Regions from separate parts of the Mus musculus genome. Here regions 1, 2, 3, 4, 5 and 6 are each linked to region 7. The links are chromatin contacts, called in public promoter capture Hi-C maps. All regions are on one chromosome and are shown on one strand. The core of a region is the stretch at or near the end of the contact, and the rest is flanking DNA. Distances in the headings are between cores, read along the strand shown. Region 1 holds the start of Cmpk1 (cytidine monophosphate (UMP-CMP) kinase 1). Region 2 holds the start of Ctps (cytidine 5'-triphosphate synthase). Region 3 holds the start of Zmpste24 (zinc metallopeptidase, STE24). Region 4 holds the start of Ebna1bp2 (EBNA1 binding protein 2). Region 5 holds the start of Ppt1 (palmitoyl-protein thioesterase 1). Region 6 holds the start of Smap2 (small ArfGAP 2). Region 7 holds the start of Pramel12 (PRAME like 12).

Evidence for each region. Promoter capture Hi-C pulls out the DNA fragments that hold promoters and counts their contacts.
Region 1: a contact with region 7 is called in a promoter capture Hi-C map of pre-B cells. The contact joins the promoter of Cmpk1 here to the promoter of Pramel12 in region 7. A contact is called at or near these places in 3 of 39 promoter capture datasets (cranial neural crest, frontonasal cranial neural crest and pre-B cells).
Region 2: a contact with region 7 is called in a promoter capture Hi-C map of pre-B cells. The contact joins the promoter of Ctps here to the promoter of Pramel12 in region 7. A contact is called at or near these places in 2 of 39 promoter capture datasets (cranial neural crest and pre-B cells) and 1 of 9 other capture datasets (liver).
Region 3: a contact with region 7 is called in a promoter capture Hi-C map of hippocampal neurons, with 3 times the contacts expected there. The contact joins the promoter of Zmpste24 here to the promoter of Pramel12 in region 7. A contact is called at or near these places in 3 of 39 promoter capture datasets (cranial neural crest, hippocampal neurons and liver).
Region 4: a contact with region 7 is called in a promoter capture Hi-C map of pre-B cells. The contact joins the promoter of Ebna1bp2 here to the promoter of Pramel12 in region 7. A contact is called at or near these places in 3 of 39 promoter capture datasets (frontonasal cranial neural crest, liver and pre-B cells), 2 of 484 Hi-C or Micro-C datasets (CD4 T cells and regulatory T cells) and 1 of 9 other capture datasets (liver).
Region 5: a contact with region 7 is called in a promoter capture Hi-C map of hippocampal neurons, with 4 times the contacts expected there. The contact joins the promoter of Ppt1 here to the promoter of Pramel12 in region 7. A contact is called at or near these places in 3 of 39 promoter capture datasets (cranial neural crest, frontonasal cranial neural crest and hippocampal neurons) and 1 of 484 Hi-C or Micro-C datasets (rod photoreceptor).
Region 6: a contact with region 7 is called in a promoter capture Hi-C map of pre-B cells. The contact joins the promoter of Smap2 here to the promoter of Pramel12 in region 7. A contact is called at or near these places in 3 of 39 promoter capture datasets (cranial neural crest, frontonasal cranial neural crest and pre-B cells).

What each region holds. Positions count from the first base shown.
Region 1 is chr4:114,985,944-114,988,720 of GRCm38.p6, reverse strand. It overlaps Cmpk1 (cytidine monophosphate (UMP-CMP) kinase 1), which reads left to right and starts at 1,493. Exons shown (of 6, transcript NM_025647.3): 1 at 1,493-1,755. The coding sequence starts at 1,588.
Region 2 is chr4:120,568,779-120,571,792 of GRCm38.p6, reverse strand. Ctps (cytidine 5'-triphosphate synthase) reads left to right here and starts at 1,517. Exons shown (of 19, transcript NM_016748.2): 1 at 1,517-1,642.
Region 3 is chr4:121,096,729-121,099,668 of GRCm38.p6, reverse strand. Zmpste24 (zinc metallopeptidase, STE24) reads left to right here and starts at 1,459. Exons shown (of 10, transcript NM_172700.3): 1 at 1,459-1,792. The coding sequence starts at 1,670.
Region 4 is chr4:118,619,487-118,622,282 of GRCm38.p6, reverse strand. It overlaps Ebna1bp2 (EBNA1 binding protein 2), which reads right to left and starts at 1,484. Exons shown (of 9, transcript NM_026932.4): 1 at 1,286-1,484; 2 at 1,118-1,201; 3 at 750-922; 4 at 90-213. The coding sequence starts at 1,351. It overlaps Cfap57 (cilia and flagella associated protein 57), which reads left to right and starts at 1,498. Exons shown (of 23, transcript NM_026789.5): 1 at 1,498-1,607; 2 at 1,873-2,034. The coding sequence starts at 1,878.
Region 5 is chr4:122,834,849-122,837,558 of GRCm38.p6, reverse strand. It overlaps Ppt1 (palmitoyl-protein thioesterase 1), which reads right to left and starts at 1,332. Exons shown (of 9, transcript NM_008917.3): 1 at 1,180-1,332. The coding sequence starts at 1,303.
Region 6 is chr4:121,015,595-121,018,653 of GRCm38.p6, reverse strand. It overlaps Smap2 (small ArfGAP 2), which reads left to right and starts at 1,407. Exons shown (of 10, transcript NM_133716.3): 1 at 1,407-1,905. The coding sequence starts at 1,803.
Region 7 is chr4:143,411,106-143,413,943 of GRCm38.p6, reverse strand. Pramel12 (PRAME like 12) reads right to left here and starts at 1,518. Exons shown (of 5, transcript NM_172877.3): 1 at 853-1,518.

The DNA of each region.
Region 1 (2,777 bases), core at 244-2,743, about 28 Mb after region 7:
AAGCTGACTTGGAACTTGCTATGTAGTTGAAGCTGGCTGTGAAATACTTCTTTTCATACCTCCACCTACCAGCTGCTGCAAATATAATTTTGTATCGAGCTGTTTGGGTTTCATTATTGTTTTGGAGATGGGAGTCTATGTAGCTCTGGCTGGTCTGGACCTTAAAAGTGTAAACCAGATGAGGGTGGTCTTGAGTTCACAGAGTTCCATCTGCCTTTGCCTCCCAAGTGCTGGGAATACAGTCAGGCTTCAAACCTATCATCTTCCTGCTTCAGCCTTTGACTTCAGGTTTCTTATTTGGGGAGCTGGAATATTGTAGGTCCAAAGCCAAATTATCTATCTTAGCCCCCAATCAACCATTTATTGTTCACCTCTATGTGACCTAACATTCTTGTGACTATTAGGTAAGTCCATTTGTAACATACAAACAGAATCCTAGCTTCCAAACCCAAAGGCTAAGAATGTGATTGTAAGGGTCCATGACTTTTCAAAGAATGACACCCTGGATTCAAAAAGTATGTAAATACAAAGAGTGTTTTATTTTGCAGAAGTTCAGCATGCTGGGGTCTCCCATTACCAAGAAAGACCGAGAAGTGAGCTTGCAGGCCCAATTTAAAGCACACTGGGGGAGTTCTGAGGTAGGTGGGCTTTGTCTTACTCTATCTCTAGTCAAGTGCAGCAGTGAGGAGGAAGGAAGTTTAATCTGTAACTGATTGTGAACCATCCATTGAGATAACTCACTACCTTTGGATCAGCTTGTCTCATCCCTCTCGTCATCATTTGGCATCTGGGGCCAATAACAGTACCAGCTTTGCTAGAAACCATCTCTACCAAGTTATCTGAAAAAAAAATTGCCATGATTCATAGCTTTGTTCTGTTACTATAAAAAACTCCATGAAAATGCTACCACTGCCGACTCCAATTTTCAAAGGTTTGTGTTCATCCAGGCTCAGTTTTCACTCTTTTTCTTCTCTCTTCAGAGTTTTCCCTAATGGCCCGAGTCAGGGTAACAGAGCTAAGCTTAAAGTCTTTCCCTGCGGTTAGAATATAACCTAAGTGCTTTTCCATAACCGACTCAACTCTCCATTAATGACTTTCCATTCCACTTATCCAGCCCTAACCTTCTAACATGCCCTTCTCTCTTGGCGGGTCACTGCATCCAAGTCTCTGCTCTTTTCAGTCCTCAAGTCTTGGTTCCAAGGTCACCTCTTTAGAGGCCTTCTTTGCAAACCTCAAACTGTTCTCATTTTCCTTTGGTTTCCTTCCCAACAATGCCGTTGTTCCTACTGACTCCTGTGCTTGCCTCTTCGGTTAGGCCGCTTCTCTTGGGAAAGGGAAACCCGGGAGATTGAACCACTGGTCTGCCTAAACGTCAATCCAGGTTCTGAAACTGAAATGCCTTGGGTCTCCAGCCACGTTAGGAAGAACCGGAACCGCGAGCGGAAGCTGGCGCAGCGCACGGAGGCCCCGCCCCTTCCTGTCACGGCGGCCGGCAGCTGGCGGCGGGGCCCCGGCGCCCGCTCTGCCCGCCCCCTCCCTGCCGCCCCGCCCGCGCCGCCGCGCCGGCCGCTGTCAGAAGCGCGTTGTATGCTGAGCAGCTGTCGTCGGCTGCTCCCGCACGTCCTGGTCCCGAGCTGCCCGCCGCTGACCCGCACACTGCGGCTCTTCCCTCTCCACCTCATGAAGCCGTTGGTCGTGTTCGTTTTGGGCGGGCCCGGTGCGGGCAAGGGGACCCAGTGCGCGCGCATTGTCGAGGTGAGGCCGTGCGGGAGGGCGACGGAGAGCTCCCGGGCTGAGCGGAGCGGGCCGGGGCCGGAGGGAGCAGCCGCGTTGGCGGCCGCGCCCCTCGCTGTGGGGAGCGGACTACGAGTCCCGACGGCCACCGCGCGCCCGGGCCGAGGGGCGTCGAGTCTACGAGTGCTTTGTTTCCGCGCGCCCTTGCTTCCACTCCTGGGATCCGGGTCTTCTCGCTACATCTCTGGCTGTCAGTCTCCGGCTAACCGGCCTCGAGGAACCCGACCCGGATCTTGTGGTAGTTAAAGTGCCGGATTTGTGAGAGCCCAGGCGCTAACCTTTGGCCCAGCTGACAACTCACGCCCTTTTCCTTGGGCGAGTGAGTCACTCACTCTCAGTGAACCTCAGTTGTCTAAGCAAATAAAAAACTCTGCTCTCCGAGAAAGTAAAACACCACCCAACTATAAAATCCTCTTATCATTTTTTAAATAATGTTTGCTTTAGGACTGCAGAGATGGCTGAACGGGTAAGGGCGCCTACCACCACGTTCCATCCCTGAGACCCACAGAGAACCACAACCCCACTCCCGCGAGTTGTCCTATGATGTTCACTCTAGAGCTCAAGGGTTTGCCCACACAAATAACTAAATACAATTAAAGTTTTGACATAAGTTTACCAGTTCCATTCTTTTAGTATTTGAGGTCAGGGGTGGCATGTACACGGAGAGAGGCAAAGACTTTAAACTCAAGCAGGTATGGGTTCTAGCCCGTGTTAGCTGTAGTGATGGACTGTCTTGTTTTTTCTAGCCCCTATGAGCTGTAATGATGCGGTGAGGAAGGCTTAATGGACTGTCTTGGGCAGTGTTTTAAAGGAAAACAAGACAATCAGAAAGAAATGGCAGGGTTGGGGAAAAACACCCAACATTCACCTTTAAATTGAGTGCTTGATAAAAGGTTTTGACCCAGAACTTGATAATTTCTTCTTTTCCTATAAGCCGTGGCCTATATTTGCTTTGTATTTTTTTCCACGTTCATATATTCAGC
Region 2 (3,014 bases), core at 268-2,767, about 23 Mb after region 7:
GAGTTTTGCTGAAAAGTGACAGACTGGGAGGTGAAGCAGAGATGGCTGTAGACAAACAAGGGCCCTGGGCAAACATGGGAGAACCATGTAACACTCTGCACTGGGGTAGTAGAAGGAGAAAACTGGTGATGTGGAGGGGAGACATCCCAGGCATCGGTGAGTTGTATGGCACCTGAAGCAGTGAGAAGAGGGGGGCTGCCCTCTCCACTGCAGCCACTTGTCTGAAGTACCAAGATGAAAGACCATGCTGCTCGCACACATGAAAGCAGGCTGGTAGACAGAAGTTCTCTTGTTGGCTTGCATTTTCTTGGTGAAATGGAAAGCAAGACCATCAAAGAGAATATGGGAGAGTGGAGGGGAGTGAAGGGGTCCCCCAGAAGAGCGACTGGGGGAGGAGTTCAGTTTTGTACCTCTTATGGAAGCTTCTTGGAGCAGAGCAGTTTGGGTATTTGGGCAGACTCAGAGCATGCTGTTGGTTGGGATCTGAAAGAATCCGGAAGTCTCCGAGAGAAGCCCCTGTAGAATTCTCCTAAGTGGTTTCTTGGAATTCTACTTGTTTGAGTCATTTTCCTGAAAAAAACCAGTATGGTCATGGGAGGCATACCTTTTCTTTAACTCTTTCAGCAAAGACAGAAGAAAAAAAAAAGCAATAAATTACTCCTAATGGAAGGAAACAAGCCTCCTGGATGGAGTTCAAGGTACAAGGTACTTCCTAAGGAAACCTTTGTGTAGTTTTTGCAGGGTGGAGGGTATTAAAAACTCACATGGGTTTATGTAGTATTCAAAAGACAAAATCATCACCTTGGGTGCTGTAAATCTTTTGCCTACAACGCTCTGCATAGAGCTGCCCTTCCAACCTCTCCAGCCTGCACTGTTCACTCTGCAAGGCTCTTCTGGACCTCGCCTGGAATGTGCACACAGACTTTTTCTTCTGCCTCATTTTCTATTCCTCCCTCCCTTCCTTGCCAGTAAACGTTTCTGCTACGTGTTCAGAACCCGCTGTACACTAACTCCCCAAGTCCCAATCGTCTGTGAAAATCCCCATGACTTGTTAGAAGTGGGCTCGTTTGCCTCTCTACATTTAGTGCCGGATGGAAGTAGGCTCGCGACAGTTGTTCTAATGCAGGCACCGTCAGGGTGCGTTGTGTGGAAAGGCAGCTGGCTAGGACGTGAAGCCAAGCGGCCCGGCCTAAGAGGGAGACAAGCAGGCACCGGGAGAAGGCGGCGGTGCGGGGCGAGAGCACGAGATGATTTGGCCCGCAGCCTGAGGGAAGGCGGATGGGAGGTGAGAGTGTCCACCGGCTATTGCGGGACCAGGCAAAGGCCCTCAGGGTTCCGGTTAGATGCGAGTCACCAGCATCCTCTAGACCTCGGGCGAGGAAGCCCACAGAACCCACAACTCCCGAGACCCACCCGCAGTAGCCACTCAACAAGCTGCGGCGAGACGTCCCGCGCATGCGCGCCCTAGCCCCACCCTCCCCTGGGCCCGCCTCTCCCCGCCCTCTGCGTGCGCACCGCCTAGAGCCCGCCTCTCAGAAAGACGGCTGGCGCATGCGGCCCGGCCGAGCACTGGCTGCCCGAGGCTCACCACGCGCGCGCCGGCCTTGCTGTGGCTGACACGAGACTCCGAAGCCGGCCTCAGGTAGGCAGACTTCAGGGATCCCGGTGGAACGGCTCCCGGGTGCAAGAGCCTGTGGCGCCGACAGAGCCCGGCGCGGACGGCCACGCCGCCGGGGCGATAAACGTCTCTTCTCACCAATCAGGGGAGAGCTGGCCCGGCGTTCTGCCCAATGGGCTGCATCTCTAACGGGAGTGGGGCGGGCAGTCCCGGAACGCGAGCTGCCGGCTCCCGCGCGCGGGCCGCGTGGCCCGGCTAAGGAAAGGGGCCGAGTCCGGCGACGCGGGCAGCCGGGCTTGGTGAGGTAGAGAGCGCGGTGTGCCGCCGCGGAGGGGTCTCCCAGAGCCCCAGCCTGTGATGGGGCCCGACTGGCGGCCTTGAGCTCCTCCCGGCGCTGCCCGGCGCGCGGGAGGAAGGGGCTTGTAGGTTCGCTGGGCCTCACGGCCCAGGCTACCCAGCTGCTGTCTCTCTTTCCAGCCCAGCGCGAAGATGCTGGCGTTCTTGAGGCCACTACGTCAGCGTGGCTGCCTTACGTCCACACTCATTATTTTAAATCCTCAGCAGCCGGGTGACGCGGGTGGGTGCTGCTGTGGTTCTCGTCCCACTTTTTACGGCGGTGCGAACCCGGGCATCAGGCACTTCGGGGCTAGATTTAGATTTCAGCACATCTGCGGTGGATCCTGAGCCTGATTTTCACCAACTTCATTTTTTTTTTTTTTTAACAAAAGCTTTCACATTTTTCATTCGTGAATTTATCTGGTGCCCCTTGCTCTATATTATAGCTCCTGTACTTGAAAAACCTTTTGTGTCTTGTCATCTTCAGAAAAAAAAGTGCAGCGTGGACATTCAACTTTGCCCATGGACTGGCCCCTGGCCATCCCTTTGCCCTAATCTTTTTTTCTTGGTGCATCCTGTGGGCTCACCTGCTTGTTCATGCTTTGCCTGATTCCTAGCTCATTTCAGTCAGTCAGCCTTACGGGCCCATTACAAGGCAGGTTTTCAAAAGGAGCTCCTGGATCCTCCCTCAGTCCAGGTCATCTCTCCCGGAGATACTTAAGTTGGACCCACATTTGACTTAAGTTTGTGGTACCCCCAGCATGTGAGTAGCTCTCCCATAATAGGTAGTTTGTAAACGTTAGGGAATGGGTCCTCTCCAACTGGCTCTTTGTGGCTTTTGGAATATTTTTTTGCCAGTCACTCTGGGAGACTGCCAGAATCTTAGTGTCTGTCTGTCTGTCTGTCTGTCTGTCTGAGTCTCAATCTCTCTCTCTCTCAGAAACACACACGCACATACACACAGAGAGATCTGAATAAAGTTGGGACAAGATGAGGTGATCCCGTGACAACCTGTTCTGAACTGAGGAATCTGTAGGAACATCAGAAATTGACTCAGTGA
Region 3 (2,940 bases), core at 210-2,709, about 22 Mb after region 7:
CTTCCCCTGGCCCTGGCAGAGGCCCATTTTCACCTAAACTTCCTCACCTTTGATCAGGGATTAAGCCCTACCTATAAACATTGGGCTTACCTACCTAGGAATACCACTCTTCCATTGGTACAATGGAGAGAGTCCCTAACATCACAGTGGCATCCACCCTTTGTTGACACAAGGGCTAGGCTATGCTTGTGTTTTTCCACAGGACTCTACAACACCATGATGGGTGCCAGTACAAAACATCCAACCAGCCATGGAAAAGGAGGACAGGGACGAAGCCTCCTCTCTGAAGACCTTCTACCTGAGGAAATGGCACTTGTTAGAGCTATGTCTCTACTTGCCTGTGATCCCTGTTTTCATGCCATTTGCCTTACACCCAATCAAGTACAAAATATTTCCCAGGCCCATGAACAAAACTCAAAGTTCAGCTAACAGTTCAATCAGTAATTTTGCTGAAAGCAAAAAATCCCCCAAAAGAACTTTTGGTTGCCAAAGAATCTGTGATCCTATATTGAAGTAATTCACTTTGTCAAGTAACTTCTACTGATTACGCTCATGCAGATAAATTTAGTCATGGTTGAGAAATTTGAAACCTTAATCTCAACATCTTTAGCATCACAATCTCACCATATTTTAAATTGGAGCTACATATTTTAATTGGAGCTAAAGATTTCGCAATTCACTATAAATAATGTTTATACAAAGTGCTATTAGTTCATAGAAACTATTAATTAAATAACATTTACTTTGTGGTCAGAAAAATTCTGGCTTCACGTTTCAAGTAAAGTCAAAGTAGTAACAGGGGCCATAGTGACCCTATTTCATTGTTGAATTCCAAGGCAAAGGTACTGAGCTGTGATGGTGTGTGGTGATGTGTGGTGGTGGTGGTAGTGGTGGTGGTGGTAGTGTGTGTCTGAAACAAGGTCTTGCTAGGCTTAAAGGCAGTGGCTACCAAGCCTGCCTGTTTGAGGTTAGAAATGCAGTCCCAGGACTCACAGGTAAATGCCTCTTCTGACTTCACTTGGGGAGGATGAGATGAAATGTGTAAATGAAAATCCTAATCACTAGAGTCATTTTCATCTCTAATATTCCCAAAACCAGAACTTTCGAAGACAAGCCAAACAACCCCAAATGCCTCGTTTGGTTAGTTATCCTGGAGATGCACATCTAACCTTTGAACGGCACTAAATAGAAGGAAGGAAAAGTTTTAGAGCCTCTCTCATCCTTCCCAGCTACTTCTAGAGGGAATATTTCTATGACCCGGCTTATCCGGTCCGGTTAAGCACCGGGGTCCATTGCCCTCTCTGGTAACCCGCCAAAGCAAAGGAGAGGCGGCGACCACACTGACGTTCCCAGGAAGAAGGCCGGAACCTTTGAATTGGATCCCTGCACACAGAATCCGGAGGGATATTTCAGGTGCACCGCTGCTCATTCTTCAGGCGGAAGTGAGGAAGGTGGGGCGTCTTATTCTAGCAGAAATAAGTAGGTCCTTGAAGAGTAAGGCTGGAGGGAATCGTGTCTTTGTGACACTTCTGGCAAAGCTGAGGGAATGGGCGTCTGAAGAAGCCCTCGGAAGGGACCCGTATTGTTGTGACACCGCTGGCACTCTCCGAGGGACGCGTGTCGCTGAGGCACCGGTGCACGCTAAAGGAGCGGGTGAGATAGGGTGACGATGGGGATGTGGGCATCGGTGGACGCTATGTGGGACTTCCCTGCGGAGAAGCGAATCTTCGGGGCGGTGTTGCTCTTTTCCTGGACGGTGTATCTTTGGGAGACCTTCCTAGCACAGCGGCAGGTGAGCATTGACGTGTCTCCCCCGGCTGAGCCCCTGGACAGCCTTAGGCCAGCCCGAGCCTCTACCCAAGCCCCTTAGTGTTTGCCCGGATGTAGCAAACCGTAACCCCCGGTGAGCTTCCTAACTTTTCCTAATGGTGACTGCCGCTTTGAGGAGTTTTTGGAAAGGCAGAAGTTGTTTGCAACGTTGTAATGGGACCCAAGCCTGTAAGCGGCTAATGAAAGGGAAGAACTGCCCTACCGCCAAACTTGAGCATGTCTATGCCTGCTTTACAGCGTCTTAAGAATCTTTGGACCGGGACTTGACCAAGCCTCGTTGGTATAGGCTTTCTAAGTGGAGGTGCTAAATTTGTAGAATAATAACTTCCCATGATATTGATGTTACCATGCTCAACCTCACTTTGCAACCGTTCCAAAGACTCGCACGCCGTTTGAAAATCCTCATTAGAGCAAATGTTGTTTGGGGCCACAATGTGTGTGTGTTTCATTAAAATTTCTCTTTGGGTTTTTTGTTTAAAACGTTAAATAGTGCAGTAGAAAAGCTAACAGTTTTCCATGGAGATAGCCATAATTAACAGTTTAATTCGAAATGTGAACGTTTTAGTGAGATGGACTTTGAAACAACAAAACAAGTTATCTGCAACATTATAATGGGTCCCAAGCCTGTTGGTGTCTAATAAAAGGAAAGGACAGCCCTGCCGTCAAACTTATGCAGGTCTATGCCTGCTCTGCAGTGTCTAAGTTTGGACAACACTCGTCTGTGTCGTCCTTGAGAACCTTCCCCTTTAACTGCTGGACCTATTTCTTGAGCTCTGCAGTCCTTTTCGTCTGCAGTTTTCTTCTAACTTACACTGTATGTGAGTTTCTTTGCCAGGCAAGTGCTCTCCCACTGAACTACATTTCCCAGCCCTTCGTGACTCTCCGGATTGCAAGTTTGAAATTTTTTTTTTTTTTTTGGTTTTTTTGTTTTTTGTTTTTTGAGACAGGGTTTCTCTGTATAGCCCTGGCTGTCCTGGAACTCACTCTGTAGACCAGGCTGGCCTTGAACTCAGAAATCCGCCTGCCTCTGCCTCCAGGGTGCTGGGATTAAAGGCGTGTGCCACCAAGCCCGGCACAAGTTTGAATTTTAAAAATCTGTCAGTGTCGGGT
Region 4 (2,796 bases), core at 235-2,734, about 25 Mb after region 7:
AACACCACACATCTTTTTTTTTTTTTGAAGACTACAGGAATGACCCAGCTGAACAAATGAAACCTTGGCTTTCCAGAAGAAAAACCTACCTTTTGCATCTGCTGATCAGACTTGGCCATTTCTGCAAAATAATCGGTGGGCCTCTTCGTAGGGACTTGGAGCTGATGGAGTCGGGGTAATACCGCAAGCACTGCTGCCTGGGCCTGCCGGTAGCTGACATTACAGGACAGGGTGTAATGAGGGGAGGGGAAGGGCGCTCATGTCTTCTTACTGCCTCTCAGAAGTTACCTAACCTCAGAGCTATCACATCCCACCAGCACTGGCAAGATAAGACAGACACACCAACTAAAACTCCACTGATTGCACATATAACTGAAATCTCACTTTATGTTTATTTACGAGGGGAAAATACTTCCAAGAGCAAGTCAGTTTAAAACAACGAGCTTATTAAATACTGCGCAGACTATGAACTGTTTCCCAATCATTACAGAAAGAGCACTCATAACATTCCCTAGGCAAAGTGTGTTCTAATGATTGGAGGCACCCACACAAGCTTCAAATGAATTATTCTGAAACATCCCTCGAGCAGGGTTCTGGTTAAACGGCGACCAAGAACCTATTCTTTCCACCAGAGGAACCCGCTAGATCCACTCGCACGCTCGTGCTAACCCCGCCCAGTGCCTCTGAGGTTGCAGACACACTAAGACCCCCTTCCTGTAACTCCATCGCAGGACCCATAACAAACATACAAACTCATTTCCCTCTGGAAGTCGTCTTCTGGATTAACGCCTTTCTTCTGGTCCTGGTTCTGAGGTGTTGGCTGAGTCTCACTGACTTCTGGCACTGGACCCAGGGTCACATCGAGCCTTTCAACCCACTCCAGATCCCGTCTGAATTCAGCCAAGCACTGTTTCAGGCCACTCTAGGTTAAGTCAGACAAGGCGCTCATGAGAACCGCGAGTTTGACTCTCAGAAACCCAAAGTCCTATGCTCAAATATCCGCACAGGATGACGACCGCAGCGCAGGGTGCATCTTTCCCACCAGAATCGGTCTCCCAAGAGGCACAGCGCTTGTGCGCATCCTGTTCCAAGGACCCCGACCCTCGCACGAGCTCACCACGTCATTCACTGCCTTCTTCGGCTTCTCTAGCACGACATTGAGACCTGGCTTCAGGAGTCCGCGGGAAAACGCATCCTGCAACTACAGACCGGGGAGCCTCAGTACCAAAGAGCTAAATAAAGTCCCCGTCCCAGCCCCTGCCCCGCTAGCTCCGCTGCGGCCTACCTCTTGATCTGAGGCCAGGCACGCATCCGACTCCGAGTCCGACTCTGAAAGCGGAGGGGTGTCCATCTCGCGGCCTTCCGCCCCGCGAGGTTCGGCTGCCACTCCACGTGCCCACAAGCAGCACCACCGCCAACAAATTCTCCACAAGCCTCTGCCTTTTCAACAGGGACTTCCGCTTCCGGGTTCATAGCCGCACTTCCGGTTTTCTCGTTGCTATAGGAACTGCTCTAGCGTTTGGGCGTGCCCGGATTGCTTCGGATCTTTAGGAAGAGCACCTACTGATCCCTACGTAGTCTAGTAACCCAGAGCCGTGAAGCAAGAGGTAAATAGTTTCTTTGGGGTCCTCCTAAGGATCTGAGGGCGGTGGGAGTGCAGGAGAGGAAGGAAAGGCTCGGAAAGAGCCCCGGGGGTGGGGTGGAAAGGAAGAGGAGCCTAGGGGCGGGGCGATGGAGGGGCGAGGCGGGGTCAGGGAGGGGCGGGCCGGGGCCATGGGCGGGGCGGGGCGGGGCAGGAAAGGGAGATGCGCTGCTCGGCTTCACTCCCACCTACTTGCCTCTTTCTTCATCTTTTGCAATACTTTTTGACAGGTACCATGTCCACCGTGGTAGCTCAGGCGCTTCATGTTTTTGGTCTTCGGCCTCACGTGACCAACAATGTCTTCTTCTTCGATGAACAGATCATTATATTTCCTTCAGGAAATCACTGTGTGAAGTACAATATAGATCAGAAATGGCAAAAATTCATTGCAGGTAAAAAAGAAAAAAAGAAACCACCTTTTCCATTCTGACACATACATTAAAGGCATGTGCTACACAAAACCGCACAATCTCAACGATTGGGAAGATTTTTTTTTGATAACTGGGTTATCCACATATTTTTATAAATGTAAACAAAATAAATGGCCATTTACACTACTTAATCATAGATTAACGTGACACAAGTAGCCAAAATGACAGGTAAAATAACACACGTTTTAAAAGTACTTTTCCACAATGACTCCAGAGAAGAGTTACTTTAAACAGTGTTTTTCTTGTATTCTCCTGCAGTTGTGTTTGTCCTCACCAGAACCTTCTTTTGAGTCTAACGGTTTTGAGAGTACATGACCTTCATTGAACCCATGTCTGATGGAGACGCTGAAATTTTTATCTTAAGTGACAAATAACCTTTTAACATTTTTTTTTTTTTTGGTTTTTCGAGACAGAGTTTCTCTGTGTAGCCCTGACTGTCCTGGAACTCACTCTGTAGACCAGGCTGGCCTCGAACTCAGAAATCTGCCTGCCTCTGCCTCCCAAGTGCTGGGATTAAAGGTGTATGCCACCACTGCCCGGATTATTTACTTATTTTAAAGAGTTATGTATACAGTTTTCTGCCTGAATGTATACCTGCAGGCCAGAAGAGGGTACCAGATCTCATTACAGATGGTTGTGAGCCACCATGTGGTTGCTGGGAATTGAACTCAGGACCTCTGGAAGAACAGCCAGTGCTCTTAACCTCTGAGCCATCTCTCCAGC
Region 5 (2,710 bases), core at 83-2,582, about 21 Mb after region 7:
CAAAGGGCTTAGAACAGTTCTTTACAAATGTAAATTCTACCACCTCACAAGTTCCTAGTGAAATTCCAAGTCCTTACACTAATCTTAAAAGCCCCAGCATACTTGTCCACCCTCTTATTCCCTTGCTCCCGCTGCTCCTGCTACACTGCTCTGCATGCTAGTCTGCCAAGCTCAGGGCCTTTGCACCTGCTGCTCCTGTGACCACATGTCCCTATGGCATCTTCCCTCGTCCTCCTTTTTTTCTTCTCTTTTTTCCTTCTTTTATTTTTTTTATTGGATATTTTCTTTATTTACATTTAAATGTTTTCCCCTTTCCAGGTCTCCCCATCGGAACCCCCCTATCCAATCCCCCCTCCCCCTGACTCTATGAGGGTGTTCCCCACCCACCCACTCCTGTCTTCCCTCCCTGGCATTCCCCTACACTGGGGCATCGAACATTCTCAGGTTCAAGGGCCTCTCCTCCTACTGATGTCCAAGTCCATCCTCTGCCACATAGGCAGCTGGAGCCATGGGTCCCTCCATGTGTACTCTTTAGTTGGTGGTCCAATCCCTGGGAGCTCCGGGGGGGTGGGGCGGGAGGGAGGATCTGGCCAGTTGCTCCCTCCATGGTGCTGCATCCTCTTAAGCTCTACTCAGTTGTCACTCTTGGGTGAATCCCGTTTCCTGTTCTAACTTGCTCCGTAGAAGCACAAGCTCACACCTGAGGCTCTATCTTCTGTTTTCACTGCACTCCTGGCCATTTGACAAGTTTCCCGTATTTCCTTATAATACGTTTCCCCCACTGGACAGCAAGTTCCAGAAAGATGAGAATGCTTCATGCTCAGGTATAGCAGGTGCTCTGAGGTAACTGTATAAAGGACATGAAGGCCCCTGGTAGATCTCTATTCAGATGTGAAGGAATGAAAGCCTGAGTGTGCAGTCCAGCTCTGCAGGGGCAGGCTGGACTGACTGTGAGATACTGCAGGCTGATGCTACTGCTGCCAGGATTTTAACAAAGCATAAACCAAGCCGTGCACAATACTCACTGAGCACTCACTAAAGACACCTGGTTGTCGTCCCTTCCGTGCAGAGCAACAAATCCGAAAACCTTGGACTAGGCGGGTGCTGTGGAATCCCTATCGTCTTTCCAGATTTAAGAACCGAGGGGGGAAAAGGATGCCCCCGTCCACGCCCACTCACCCATCCCATGCCAGATCACCAGCGGTGGTGGTGAAGGTGGGTCCAGATGCCCCAGGGCCCAGGCGGCGCAGCACCAAGGCAGCAGAGCGGCAGCTAGCAGCCTCCGCGAACAGGACGACGCCATCTTAGCAATCACATGACCGCGGGGACTGTGGACCAAAGTAATTCCGGTGGCCACGCCCCCTGCCGGGCTCTGCATCCTGACAGAGACGTTTATTCATTGCTTAACACCCACCAGACTCTACTATATAAGGGCTTTCCATCTTTTAATTGATCTTATGCACTGCTCTCATTTTACACCCAAGGACGCCTAGGTGACAATTCCCCCTTCCCCCTACGGAACTTTGCCTTCTCTTTCAGCTGTGTATTAGCAGAAAAGAGCTGTTTATTCGCTAACAATTATGTCATTTGCACGTAATTTTAATTCTATGTGTGGGCGTTTCATATGTGTACGGCTCGCGTTCTACAGCGCATGTGTGGAGGCCAGAGAACCGCTTGCAGGAGCGGTCAGAGGGATTGAACTGAGGTCATCCATCAGGCTTGGCTGCAGGTGCTTTCCCCCTAGGAGACTGTTTTTATTTTAGCACATGTGTGAGAAATTAGGTAAGGTCCTCGGAGGCGGAGGCAGAAAACTCTTCAGCACAGTGCCATAGTACTTATAGCCCTTGGAAGAAAAGGCTCAGTGTCGGGACTGGGGAAGGGAGACTTGATTTTCATCCAGGGCAAGTTATATCATGGTGAGGTTTGGTTTGGATCGTAAAGCTAAGATGGGGTTTCAAAAGCTAAAGATGTAATTAGGGAGGAGGAAGTTTGGACTCCTGAAGAGGGAAAAAAGTATCTTATTAAAGATGTAATAAGACTTCCAGGCTGTCATGGACTCTCAGGTATTTCATGTACTAGGAAGATGGGAAACATAGCTACGTCCTATCCAAGCTCCACTCTGGTTTATTATAGCCCAGAGGCTCCTGTCTATGCTCCCACATCTTTTCTAGATTCCCTCAGTGCAGCCTCGGCACCTCAATGACAGTGTCAAACATTTTTTCCCCTAAAAAAGCATTAAAAATGTTTAAAGGAATCTGTTAAATAGGGTGTATTCACGGTACAGTGGGACTCTCTGACACCGGCTTTATAAAGGATGAAGTAGTCTTGTAGAGAGCGACATATGAAAAATCTAGAAGAATAACCGGTTGTGCACCCACATGAAACCCTTCTGTACCACCCCACTGAAACCAGCAGTTACTTAGTAATTGGAAAGCCAATTAAAATACAGGATTAGGATGCATTATACAGTGCACAGTCTGATAAGCGTTGGGCCAGCTAGATTGTTCAGCTGGATAAAACAATGGCCACTAAGCCATTCCTGATCCTTTCCTCTTGAGAACTATGATAGCTTGAGGTTAAAAAAAACAAGTTGTGCAAGCTGTCTTCTGAGCTCTATACACCGACAGTCACATGTCCCCATAGAGACTCATAAACACACAATGTAAACAAATAAATCAGAGTAAAAACAAAGGAAAGCAAAAATAGGCCC
Region 6 (3,059 bases), core at 158-2,657, about 22 Mb after region 7:
ATAATATATAAATATTATATATTACAATATATAATAAATAAATATATAATATAAACATTTTGAGGGGAGCCTGGTCTTGGGAGAAAGTAGAGATGAACAAGACTGCTGTCTTAGAGGCAAATAAACACTTTGTCTTGCTGGCCTCCCTGGTCTATTACTCTAGCCTTCAGAAGAATCCCTTAAGAGCAAATATCAGGAAGTAGCGTTCTCTTCCCCTTTAGCACATCCTGTTTTTTCTCAGTCTCTTTTAAGAATTTGATGAGTGAAGGGACGGAATGCATACACAGGAAGATGGCCGTGGGTTCAAGACACTATTTGTAACAAGAGAGGCTTTGGAAAATAATACCTAATAACCATTTTTAAGTAGCTGCTTATTCCATGTTACCCTATAACTGGCTCTCCCCCAAACAACCTGAGAGATGGCTCAGCAGGTGAGAGAGTTTGGTAATCTCTCATAGGACCCTGGTTCCTTCCCCAACACCCACATCACACACCCTCATCCATCAGCTGAAACTCCAGCTTCAGGTACTGCAATGCCCTCTTCTGGCCTCCTTGGACACCTACACACACACACACACACACACACACACACACACACACGCACGCACGCACGCACGCACGCACGCACGCACACGCACACGCACACGTACGCACTCACACACGCACGCATGCACACACACGCAAGTAAAGGAGGCTAGGTATGGTGGCACATACCTTTAATCCCAGCACTTTGGAGGCAGTTCTCTGTTAGTTCGAGGCTATCCTAATCTACAATATAAAGTTCCAGGCCACCAAGGGCTACTTAGGAAGAACCTGTTCAAAAAAAAATTTTTTTTAAAGGAAAGAAAAGTTCTGCCTAGACACTAGTCAGAGCGATGCTCAAAAAGGGCAGTAGTCACAGAGAAGACTAATGTATATCAGCGGCAGGAGGCATTCCAAGTTAGAAGTGATCACGAGGGAGGGTGTAATGTCTCTTTAACTCGGGTCAGAGGGTGAGTCCTTTTGTCTCTTGAAGGAAAGACTAACCTAAAGGAGTCTGGGATAGCCACAACCCTTGTATTATATAAGGATAATAAACACACATCTTATAAAGGTTGCTGTGAAGAGCATACTGTGATAATTGATAGAAAGCGCTTAGAGCAGTACATGGCACACAGTATGAGCTCTGTAAATGTTGGTCGTTCCCTTCACTTTATTCTCTTCACTCTCCTCCCTCTCCACCCGGCTTCATTCATTCTTTTCCAAGGGCACGCAGGGGGCGTGTCCTCCCTCCCGCCGCTTCCACCTAAGCCCCGCCCCCGGCTCTTCCCGGATTGGTTCCTAGGAGGCGGAGCCAAGGGGAGAGCCCAGTGCAGCGCGGTGGGCGGGGCGCATGCGCGGGTTGGGCTGGGTGGAGGAGGAGAGGAAGAGCTGCCGGAAGTAGGCGGTGGAGGTGGCGGCTGAGCTGGTCGCAGCTGCCAGGGAAACCGAGGCGGGAAGCACAGCGGGCAGACCCTCAACACTCGGGGTCAAGTGTGCGTCCCGCACGCCTGAAGCCGGGAGCTCGCTCCACCTAGGCCACTTCTGGGGTCCCGCAGCCTCCGCGAGTCCCTGCCTTGCCCGAAGCCCGCCAGGGGGCGCCGCGCTGAGGGGCTGAGGGGCTGCGGGGCGGGGGCGCTGACGGCTCTGACCCCGGGGCTGCTCCGGGCCGGGCGAGAGGACCGCCTGGGCGGGGACCCCAAGGCCTCAGCCCCGGACAGAGGCAGGGGTTCTTGGGGGGTGCAGGGGGCGCGTCGCCCTCTGCCCCCGCCGGCACCCTGGCCATGACAGGCAAGTCGGTGAAGGACGTGGATCGGTACCAGGCGGTCCTGGCCAACCTGCTGCTGGAGGAAGATAACAAGTTCTGTGCTGACTGCCAGTCCAAAGGTAACGCATCCGGGGCGCCGGCGGGGGGCCAGCTGCGGGGCGGCGGCGTGGCGATGAGCTGCGATGGCCTGAGTGGGGAGGGGGTTCTGGAGCTCAGGGCGAGTCCTCTTCGTATGACCACGCGAGCCACCCTCGCTCATGAGCTTGCTGGGTTTCCTCGGGCTTGGGACTTGGGGTTTGGTGTGGGCGAGTGTGTGTGTGTGTGTGTGTGTGTGTGTGTGTGTGTGTGTCAGCGAAGTGGGGATGATATAGTGGGGGGTGGGGTTGCCCGGTGTGTTCAGGTGAGACTGTCTATGTTGCAGACTCTGAATGGCTTCTGGGCTCGCTGTCATGCAGAGCTGGCAGCCTTTTACTTGGCAAAGCTGTGGGTGAGCTGCAGTGTGGTGGGGGTGGCGGTGGGGGTGACGAGGAGGAAGGTGAGATGACTAAGAGAAAAACTGTCGAAATGATATTTAAAGGTGGCATTCCTTGCTGTCTGCTATGTCGTTAGCAGCTCCTGTCATTTTACCACCTTGTTGAGCTCAGACCGAGTGCTTAGGTGGCTTTCTTCACCCAGGTCGTGTGCACTGAGAAACAGCTACCTTATGCAGTGACACAGTGCGGATTTCTAGGTAGTCTAGCCTGGGTTGTGGAGGCCTCATGCGTGTGTGGTGAGCGAAACTAGCAGACCTGGACTGTAGTGCAGGACCCGTTCAAGCAGGGAGAAAAGGAAGCAAGGAATTCCCCCAATTCGTTATTTCCCTGGTGATTACACCTTTAGAGAGGAAATAGAAATTGGCCACAACCACTTAGCCTTTGTTTTCTGTGTCTGTAAAGGTTCATGCTGTGTTACAATTAAAGGTCAATATGGTAGAAAATTTACTAGTGAATTCTGTACAGCTTTGTAGGTAGGAGCAGCTATAATTGGGAGGGGGTATTTACTTTAGTTCATTTCCTGAATTTGCCATGTAGCATATGGGTATAAAGTAGTATAAAGCATTCAGATGTGTGTGTGTATTAATGTTGAGAAAAGCAATAGATACTTAGCCCATACTTCATGTGATTATGGTTTATTTTAGAGTAAGGTTATGTAAGGAGGGCGCAAGAATGATGATGCATTGATTTAGACTCCTAGTAATAAATTTTAGTGACCTCTATCAGTAGGCAAATGCAGT
Region 7 (2,838 bases), core at 269-2,768:
CAGCCCAAGCTTAACGAGACTCTGTCTTTAAGAAATTTTAAAGTCAGTGGGCAACACTAGCTAGACATGGTAGTGCATGCCTTAAAACCAAAGCCTTAAAACCAAATACTCAAGAAGCAGATGCAAATGGATCTCTGTGCATTCCAGGTCACCCAGGGCTACAGAGAAACTCTGCCTAAAAAAAAAAAAAAAAAAAAAAAGTAAGAATGTAAATGAATAAAATCCAAACTCTAAGAAGATGGAATTAAAAGGATCAGATAAGACTATGTCTTCAAAATAAAATGAAATGAAAATTTTAAAATGTGAAGTCAGATATGATGAGACTACATGTGAATTCTACCATATTCTGCATGTGACTCTGTCTCTAAAAAGAAAAATTAAAATAAGCCTTAAATATTGAATCATTAATTCAACATTCAGAGGGGTGAGGCAGTCTGAAGCCAACCTGAGCTAGACTAAGGCCCCATCTAAAAAAACAAAAACAAAAACAAAAAACAAAGAAAAAATTTAACTTGACACAAACCAAGGTATAATTCTAGATATTCCATTAACTTTCAGCTTGTAGTTCCAGCTTGGGGAGGCAGATGCAGAACTGCCAGGTAATTTAAAAGCACTCTTGGCTGATCTGCGTTCTAGGTGGGCCTGGGCAGCAAAGTAAGGTCATGCCTCAAATAAAATAAAATAATAAATGAAACCAGCAAATTAAGGTCGAAGATGATGGCAACCATCACTATTAGTAAACTCAATGCCTGCGATCTGTTCCTGGGAAGAGAAGAAATCAGAGTTCCTTTGGCATCTTGGGTCAAGTGGCCCTCAATCAAAACTGTGCCCTTCTGGAGGTGACTGACTTACCAGAAACAAGAACTGATGGCAGAACTCAGAATCCCAGCAGGCCCAGGCAGTCAGTCCAAGCTCGGACTCCAAGTGCTGGTGAGTGTCTTCCCGAGCTTCTCTAAAGCTTTTATAGCCATCTTCACTTCAAACTTCCGGCCTGAGGCGTTTTCATCCGTCTCGCACTTCCGGCCTGCAGCGTTTTCATCCGTATCTGTCTCGCACTTCCGGCCTGAAGTGTTTTAGCCGTATCCGGTCCCACACTTCCGGGTTCCGTTTTATACTTCCGGCCTGAAGCGGTTTTTATTTTTTTGTTTTTCGGCGGTTTGTTTTTTGTTTTTTGTTTTCTTTTTGGTCGCCCCTCCCCCGGCTCGGTCCGCGTATTCTGTCTCACATTTCCGGTTTGTAGTCCCGCCTGTCAACCACAAGCCGTCCTCTGATTGGATGACTGAGTTTCCGCCACGTCTGGGCGTTTTCTGTTTCTGTATTGATTGACAACATAGTCTCCGTGGAAAAGGAAAAAAAAAAAAGAAAGAAAGAAAAAAACAGCCGGGAAAACCGCGCACATCCGCGGAGAGGCAGATGCAGGCGGATCTCTGGGGAGGTAAAGCCAAATTCACGGAGATGAGGGAAAAAAATCCTGAAAGCCGCGGAAGCGGTTCACGCCCTTAATCCCAGAACTCCTGTGAGCGATTCAGGCGGATCCCTGTGACGTCCGGAGCAGCCTGCTCTACGTAGAGCTCCAATACAGCCAGGACTACATAGTGAAACTCTGACTCAAAAAATAATAATTTAAAAAAAAAAACTGAGATTCCGTGAAAGTCAAAAGCCGATGCGTTAATTCACTTCATTCAATTTGTTTTCTGTATTTGCTTTACTTATTTATTTTCTTGTTAATTCACTTGGTTCTGCATTTCTTTCATGAATGAAAAAATAATAAACTAAGGACATGGCTGCTTCTAAGTATGGTGGAGGAGGAGGTTTATTGTAGGGGAAAAGGGAAGCATAGGCAGACAGCTGGGGGAGTTCAGAGTGGACATAACCCCTGAGCCATAAGACCCGGGTGCTGTGGCCAAAAGGTAAAAAGGGGGCAGGTAACTAAAATGGCTGGGTTATATAGAGAAGGGCAACACAAGCTGGAGAATTTGGGGTAGAAGGTGGAGTGTGCCAGCCATACCCTGTAACAAGGGGTACTGGGAGAACGTGGCAGCCTGGTCCACATTGATATGTTAAATAGGCACCTCAGCCATTTATTTGAGACTTAGAGTTTCAGAGGTGGAATCTTGCTCAGTACCTAAGGTTGATTTGGAACTCCAACTCTTAGCCAGTCTCCAGTCTCCACCTTCCTCTGGGGTTGAGCCAAGAGGAAGTTGTGAGCCAACATACCTGGCGGAATTGTATTCATTTGTGGCCCACTTAGTTCTAAGTATGAGTCACTGGGGATAGGAGTTTTAATCTGTGCCTGACGAATAGACATTTCTTAAAGCTGATATTATTATTGGCAAAGTTACGAATATGTTCTGGATCAGGGCCTGAGCTGGATGCTCTCTACCAGTCATCTGCTGTGGCATCTTCTCAGAAGGCAGGAAGATGTTCCCATTAATACTGCAGTAAGTGGCCTGGGAAGAAAGCTCAGTTTATAGAACAGTTGCTGCCCAGTATTCTCAAAGGTGCACTGTCCAGCAAGCACTGCATGCACCAGACAGACACTGTGGGGCATACTTGTAATCTCAGAACTAAAAAGTTAAGAGTTAGGAGGATCAGTTCAAAGTCATTTTTCCCCAAGCTTCATTGCCGGCCCAGGCTATATAGACCCTTACTCTCAAACGATGAAGAAACTTGCCTTTGAGAACAAAGGTTTTCCACATTAGGTTTTCCAGAAGGTAGAAGATGCTTCAGAAAGTGTCAGCCAGCACACTGGCTAGAGAACATGCAATAGAGAGTGGGGGCTGTGGGGTGGGTGAAATGGCTCATAGGTAAGGAGACCTGCCACAGCACTAGACTATT